Regions from separate parts of the Zea mays genome. Here region 1 is linked to region 2. Evidence: chromatin contacts called from public Hi-C data. All regions are on one chromosome and are shown on one strand. The core of a region is the stretch at or near the end of the contact, and the rest is flanking DNA. Distances in the headings are between cores, read along the strand shown. Region 1 holds the start of LOC103626301 (D-xylose-proton symporter-like 2). Region 2 holds the start of LOC100192845 (putative NADH dehydrogenase [ubiquinone] 1 alpha subcomplex subunit 12).

What was found. A called contact is a pair of places that touch in the nucleus more often than the background predicts.
Region 1: a contact with region 2 is called in a Hi-C map of endosperm, with 2.3 times the contacts expected there. The contact joins the promoter of LOC103626301 here to the promoter of LOC100192845 in region 2. A contact is called at or near these places in 4 of 25 Hi-C or Micro-C datasets (ear, endosperm, leaf and 1 more).

The regions. Positions count from the first base shown.
Region 1 is chr5:46,867,032-46,870,641 of Zm-B73-REFERENCE-NAM-5.0, reverse strand. LOC103626301 (D-xylose-proton symporter-like 2) reads right to left here and starts at 2,108. Exons shown (of 14, transcript XM_008646691.4): 1 at 1,803-2,108; 2 at 1,503-1,648; 3 at 994-1,072; 4 at 821-880; 5 at 652-718; 6 at 432-556; 7 at 196-297; 8 at 1-118. The coding sequence starts at 1,850.
Region 2 is chr5:46,667,428-46,670,711 of Zm-B73-REFERENCE-NAM-5.0, reverse strand. LOC100192845 (putative NADH dehydrogenase [ubiquinone] 1 alpha subcomplex subunit 12) reads left to right here and starts at 1,721. Exons shown (of 5, transcript NM_001138035.1): 1 at 1,721-1,870; 2 at 2,938-2,964; 3 at 3,051-3,142. The coding sequence starts at 1,782.

The sequences.
Region 1 (3,610 bases), core at 859-3,358, 200 kb before region 2:
ATGAGGGTAACCAGCACATTCCAACTCCCATTATGAGACATAATGGTGTACTGGAGGCATACATGTAACGCCAACCAGAAACCACTTCAACATAGAGATTTCCTGCTATATAACCAAGCTGCAAAAGTACAGATAAATAAGAATACCAAAAGATTTCTGAAGTGGTGATAAAGAAAAAAAACAGTATACACTTACAAGCATCCCAAGAACAATAAAGAACTCCTTTAGAGAAATGAGCATGCCTCTTATCTGGCTCGGTGCAGTCTCTGCAATATACATTGGAGCAGCATGCATAGCCTGATTAAAGCAACTTGCATAAGCATCATATCTTTGTTTTTGCCCCCAAAACAAATATAAGGCCTCATAAAGAAATGTGTGTGGTCATATGCTAGGCAATGTGCAGTGTCAACTATGACTAGAGATTCTATTACCAATCCAATTCCTATGCCATATAAAAAGCGGCCAACCACCATGATAGTGAAATTGGGTGCTACTGCTGTCAGAAAGGCTCCAATAAAATATGAGATAGAAGCAAGGATAAGCTCTTTACGTCGTCCTGCAGAAGGTAGTTAGGATAAATAATAATGAGATGACCAAACTAAATTACGCCATAGATCAGCAGTAGCATGAAAAAGATGAGCGGTGAAAGACCTAAAAAATCTGCAATTGTATATGCCAAGACGGAGCCGATCAAAGCACCATACAGTGAGCCACTGACCTGCATCACGCATAGCGGGTGATTACATCATTCAGCAATGGGACACCAGTTAATGAACCCAACCTTTGCTCAAATAGTTTTTGATGCATAGTAAAGCATTACCACAAGACCCGTTTGCACAGATGACAAATTGTACCAAGTAGTACCACTGAATGTCGACGACTGCAAAATAGGTTTGATGGCAGTCAAATTAGCAATATTAACCGAATTGATGTGCAAGTCTAATGCGGCATTTTTAGAAGCAAACAGGAATAAGATTAGCGCTCATGTGATACCTTGAGCGATATGGTTGCACCGGATGTTGCCCCAATGTCATAGCCATACAGAAGGCCTCCCAAAGCTGGAAAGAGAAACCTGCAACAGATTCACCAGAGCCAAGACTTCGGTAAGGTAAACCGTACATGTGTGTCTCATTAAAAGAATATGTACATGTGTGCAGTAAAGGTTGATTTTTTATGGAGGAATGACAAGCATTCTTGTTGCCTGAAAATCTGAAAGTTTGTTGTCAAGCATTAATCTGTTAGGTGACATGACAGGAAGGAGCGGAGACTACGAAATTTCTGCAGTAAAAGGCAGAGCAGAGACTTTTGGGCGAGAGGCTTGAGAAGAAGCTGTAATCCATTTCATGGAGAGATCGGAGATGAGGCACAATTTTGAGAGCAAGATTTAGGGTATATGCTGACTGAGGTGAGCGCACGGTACGATTCGTGAAAGGTACCGTAGTAAGTAGAGTATGAGAGAAGAATGGAGTATTGGAGTGGAGAGGGGTGCTTATTAGACTCACGGGAAGACGGCGGCGGAGACGGAGTAGCACTCGGCGGAGGCGGGAGTCCTGAGCAGCAAGGGGCGCCTGCTCTCGCAGTCATCGTCGTCGGTGTAAGCCAGAACGCCGCCCGAGGAGACGTGGATCTCCTCGTGCTCGCTCTGCCCCTGCTGGCGCAAGCACAATCGAGGACGACGGGGACATGGATCAATGAGTAGAAAGAAGATGAAAAGCTCAAGAAGCTAAAACAGAACGAAAGCGGTAATCGAACTAGTTAGTTGCTGGAGCCCAGGTCGGGAGGGGATGCCCGTCCATCCGTACCTTGTTTGACTTAGAAGACGGCTCCGCAGGAGGAGGATGGGAGGCCATTGGGGAGGAGCTAGGCTTCGTGTTCGTTTGCGTACACGGTCAAGGGCTCAATGGCCTGGTGGAGGTTCTTGTACGTCTCGTCAGGGTCCGCCTGTGGTTTGAGGACGGAAGGAGCGGCTGCGTGTGCTTGCGTGAATCGCGTGTGTGGGTAGGTAGGTAGCTGCGGTGCTGCGGCTGCCCCTGCGGAAGCGACGAGCGAGGGAGGGAGAGAGATCGGTGATGCAGCCGGGCACGTCTGCACTATACTAGAATGCGGCTGTCCGCCAAGTCCATTCGTCATTTTTTATTAGTTACCACGAAAGTAAAAAAACTGTACGAAATATTGAAACGGGACGATAAATATTTCTATAATATACAAAATTCATATGATAAATATTATTAATATCACATAAATTATTTCTAAAGAGTCAATTTAGAATTTATAATGTCGACAATCATACGCTAATCTAATCCTTTTTAGAAATATCGATAAGTCGTTGTTGTATGTTTGCAGGGATAATATATCAGCACGAATTGTTCTCATAACTTAACAGATCAATCACAAAGTTCCTTCGAAGAATCTATCCAACACATAAAGACATAAGAGAACAAAATATCAAATTTGTATTATGTAACCGTAATGTATGTTTGAACATGAAACGTATGTACTACACTCACCCTAACAAATTTCATCCATCTGTCATTCCCCCACATGGTCATAGCTTGTAAAATGAGGTAGCTGGTATTAAGCCAATAGAATAATGTTTGGCCAACTATGTTATATTAAATTATTATCATAGAAAAATTTAAACTGCTGAGAAGCTGGTACGAAGAGAATACTCTCTTAATCAATTGGAACATCAGTCCGAATTGTATATTCTCACTTAAAAATATCATCTGCCCATCCAAAACGTTTTTGTTGTAGGCAATCTTATATTTTTCTGAGATCATGATAATCGCTTCCACGAACCTCTTTGTATGGATGTGCTTATACAAATCTTGAGTTAGTGTAAAGTCGATAAAAGTCACGTGCTTTTTAACATGATCTATTACGAAAAGGGCGTAACATCCGTTGAATGTCCATGGCATAAGAACCTGCAAAATATCAGTCATTAGGATTGCAAAGAAGTGCCCTTTATAAATACATTCGAAATGAACACATACTTACATATCTACATCCTGTGATATAATAATTCATTGATGGCCAACAATCGAGTGTTTTGGTTAACTCTTCTGTTGTATGGTCCTGATGATACTTTAGAAGTTTACCAAAACCAACCATTCTCTGGATAATTATATATACATTTTCACATGAGGATTAGATGTAGATACTATATGCGTAATACATTATTGATTGGAAACAAACTTACCCAGAAACGCATGTCCATATAATGCTTTCTATTCTTCATGATTTCTCCTTTCGGTCTACGTGACTCTTTATTGGCAAGCAGCCGAACAGCCATGTCAAAACATCTTAGTGTCATATCTTGATTTATCATTAATATGTTTTGTAGGTCTTTGACAGATATTTCTATCTTAAAAGGGTTGAAACTTCGTACTCATGTCATCCTGTAATGTAGCAGGATGAAAGTCTATATCAATAATCTAAGTAGTTGGTATATATAAAATAGATAAATCAATGAGCACTTACTCTAGTGTCGTATCGTCTTGGATTGCCATGATATAATCACATAGAACATCTATTAAATCGGCTTTCGTCTCTAGCATGTCCTTTGTGGAAAGACCACCCATTAAAAAGTCTTTGGTGCACCCATTGGTCG
Region 2 (3,284 bases), core at 472-2,971:
TACCAAACAACTATTATTCTCTCTATTACAACAATACTTCCAATAAAACTGCTCAAATACAAATCTAATTATAATAACAATATGTACATAGGGAAGCTATAATCTTCCCCTCTCTGTTGATTAATGATTTTAAATGCAAAATTAGATCTTCTCAATATTAATTATTTAATAACAATATGTATTATGTTACTAAAAATATGATAGTGTTGCTTTTCATTTCTTTCTTATTACACTTCCTTTTTATTTATCTAAGTACTGCTGATGGCATTGCAGATCTCTCATCTTCTTACTACCTAACATCAGTACTTTAACATCTCTTCTAGCGATCATACATGAATATTTTAGTATAGCTTTATTTTGATGCAACAGATATTGATATCGACCCTGCTATCCAGTTACCATTTATTCAATGCCATATACTTACCTGAATTTAATTTCCTCCAATAATTCCTACCTAATGTTGTTGTACATTTTTTCTAATATGAATATGAATCTTCATTAGCAACTTTGTGATTAAGTATGTACATGCTTTCATAAGTAAGATACCATTCTTTATATCACTTCTTACATAAACAACAACGGTCTATGAGACAATAAGCTTTGTACATAGCATCACTAAAATTTATTTAAGTATAATAGTCTTAGAAACTAATTGTGCTTACTGTTTACTACTACAAGTTCATGTCGTTACATTCTTCACTACTAATACTACCACTTATATGTTAAGAATCAGCATGTTAATCAAATCAACTTGAAAGTACCAGCTTATGCTACTACACAAGTCTTTTATTGTTTTTTGCAAACCAGATTTCTTTCTATTATATAGCTAAAAATCTTATTGTCTCTCCTTACCAAAAAATTGTTAATTTCCTATTACAATAATACTTCAAACAAAAGTTCTCAAATAAAAAAAATCTAATTATCATGCTTACAATTTGCCAATAAGTACTAAAATACATTTTCTCTTATTTATTAGGAAAGTAATATCCTATTACATGCCATTTAATTTTATAAATATTTGACTTTTGTTCTCTGTTCTATATTATAGACGCAAGGAGCTTGATTCAAGCTGCACTTTCAATGACAGCGATGCTACCAAGACTCCATGATCGCTCCATCAAATAAATAATACATCAGCAACTTCAAACTATCTTTTCCCACTATGTAGTCATGAACAAACTACTTAGATGTAAATAGGTGGCAACCATCATTTGCTACAATGCACTTGTGATCAATCTGCTTAGATATATACTATGCTACTATGTAGTTATAAACAACCTACTTAGATGTAAATATGTGACAGCCATCTTTTGCTACTGATAAATATTATGCCAGTCTTATGTTTCTTTTATTCCTAGCTACATCACACATTTTTTTCTATCTATGCATGTATATATATATCTCAATTATCGATACTCTACCATTAGTACTTCACTTTTACAACCTTAAATCGAATAATTTTTTTATTTCTATCAATCAACAGCATATGCCAGAAAATTATTATAGCAAATTTGTATGTTTATCATCTATTTCAATTAAATTATTTTTATTAAAAACATTTATATAATACTATTTCTATACATATTACATTGCTTACATATGCGCGCGCCACGAGTGACTAGTATATTAATGGGCACGGAGTCCACGGCTGAGCCGAGCCGAACCCGACCGAATAGCCAACAAGCCAAGGCAGGCAGCAGCGACCAGTTTGCACCGCACCCCTTTTCGCCCTTCGTTCCGGTCAGGCGAGTTAGTCGTCGTGCCGCCGGTGCCCTGTATCCATGGCGGCGGCGTTGCGTGCCGTCTTGAGAGGCATCAAGGAGAAGGGGCTCACCAACTTCATCCGCGACGTCCGCGACGAAGGATACTTGTAAGCCCTCCACTCCCGTCAATATCTTCTCCCTGCGCAGATCAGATGTCCCCCATTTCGATTGCGATCTCGATTCAGACCCCTCCTCTCTTACCTTGCTTTATAGATTCCTCACCGCTAGTATTCTTTATTTGTTGCGGATCTTACGAACTACTTTTCCAACTTCTAATTTGTTTCGATTCGGCTATTGCTGCGGTGTGCGCTCTGGCCTCTGGGACAGGGGAAAATACAAGTAGGGATCTTCCACATACCTTTGGATCGCTATTTGGTCCACGATACTGTCTAGGATAGTACTTGCTCTCATAGCACCACAATCACTCATGCTGCATAACACAATCACTTATGCTGCATATGCAAGCGTGGATTCATTTTATCAGGTATACATCAACTAAACTGTCTGTTTGCTCGTGTGCCACATACAATATAGATTCATTGCTTGCCACTGCTTGTTAGATTCATCCATTCCATACCCACTTGTATGCACCTTTCCTGCATTATACTGCATGTCTCGAGTTTTTATATGATGAAATAAGTCCAAGGCTATATGGACTAGGCATGTAGCCCTGTATATAGTAGAACAACTTTTTTTAGACTTGGCATTGGCAAACCTAGCGTCATTGTTCATAGCAGTTCCTTCCTGGTGTGCATACGTGTTCAGTCTGATCCAATTGCTTGACCAGACATTGCAAATTATGTCATATTAATTGTGAAAACAACATAATCTGTTACTCCATGTGCCAATAATTAGTATAATCAATCTTGATGGGCTATACTCACTTCACAACAATAATTACCTACCGATTTCCACTTTCACCTGGAGTCCTTCAAAATGACACAGTATGGCCATGAATATCAATAGTAGCCATGAACGTGTGGCTGTCTTGTACTTATGATCCTTTACTTTTCTGATGGAATGTCACCATGTAAATTGTCTGTCACATTTTTCTATTTCCTGGGATTGTTTGTGTCATGCCTGATATGAGTTCCCCGGTTAGGAGACGTTGCTAAATTCTACAATGCATATGTAAATGTGTTTTTGCCATATTCTAACATCTTGTTATTTACAGCAAATGCCTTCTGGACGGGAACCTTTTGTAAGTGGTCACCTAACTGTTCCTCCATTTTCAAGGAATGGGTGTGATTATGTGTCTCAAACTGTCAGCACAACTATTATTTTCAGGCAAACGAAAATTCACAATATTGGAGCAACACTTGTAGGAGTTGACAAGTTTGGAAACAAATACTATGAGAAACTACATGACACTCAGTACGGTGAGTAAACTCTGTTCTGGTAGTTGATGTCCCATGGTTGTTTTTAGGGGCATTTCCTTGTATACTGTGATTTTGTCTAGTACCGTATTTGCTATCACAAATATCCTAATTCCTTCTATGTCACTCGGATGCAATTTTTTAC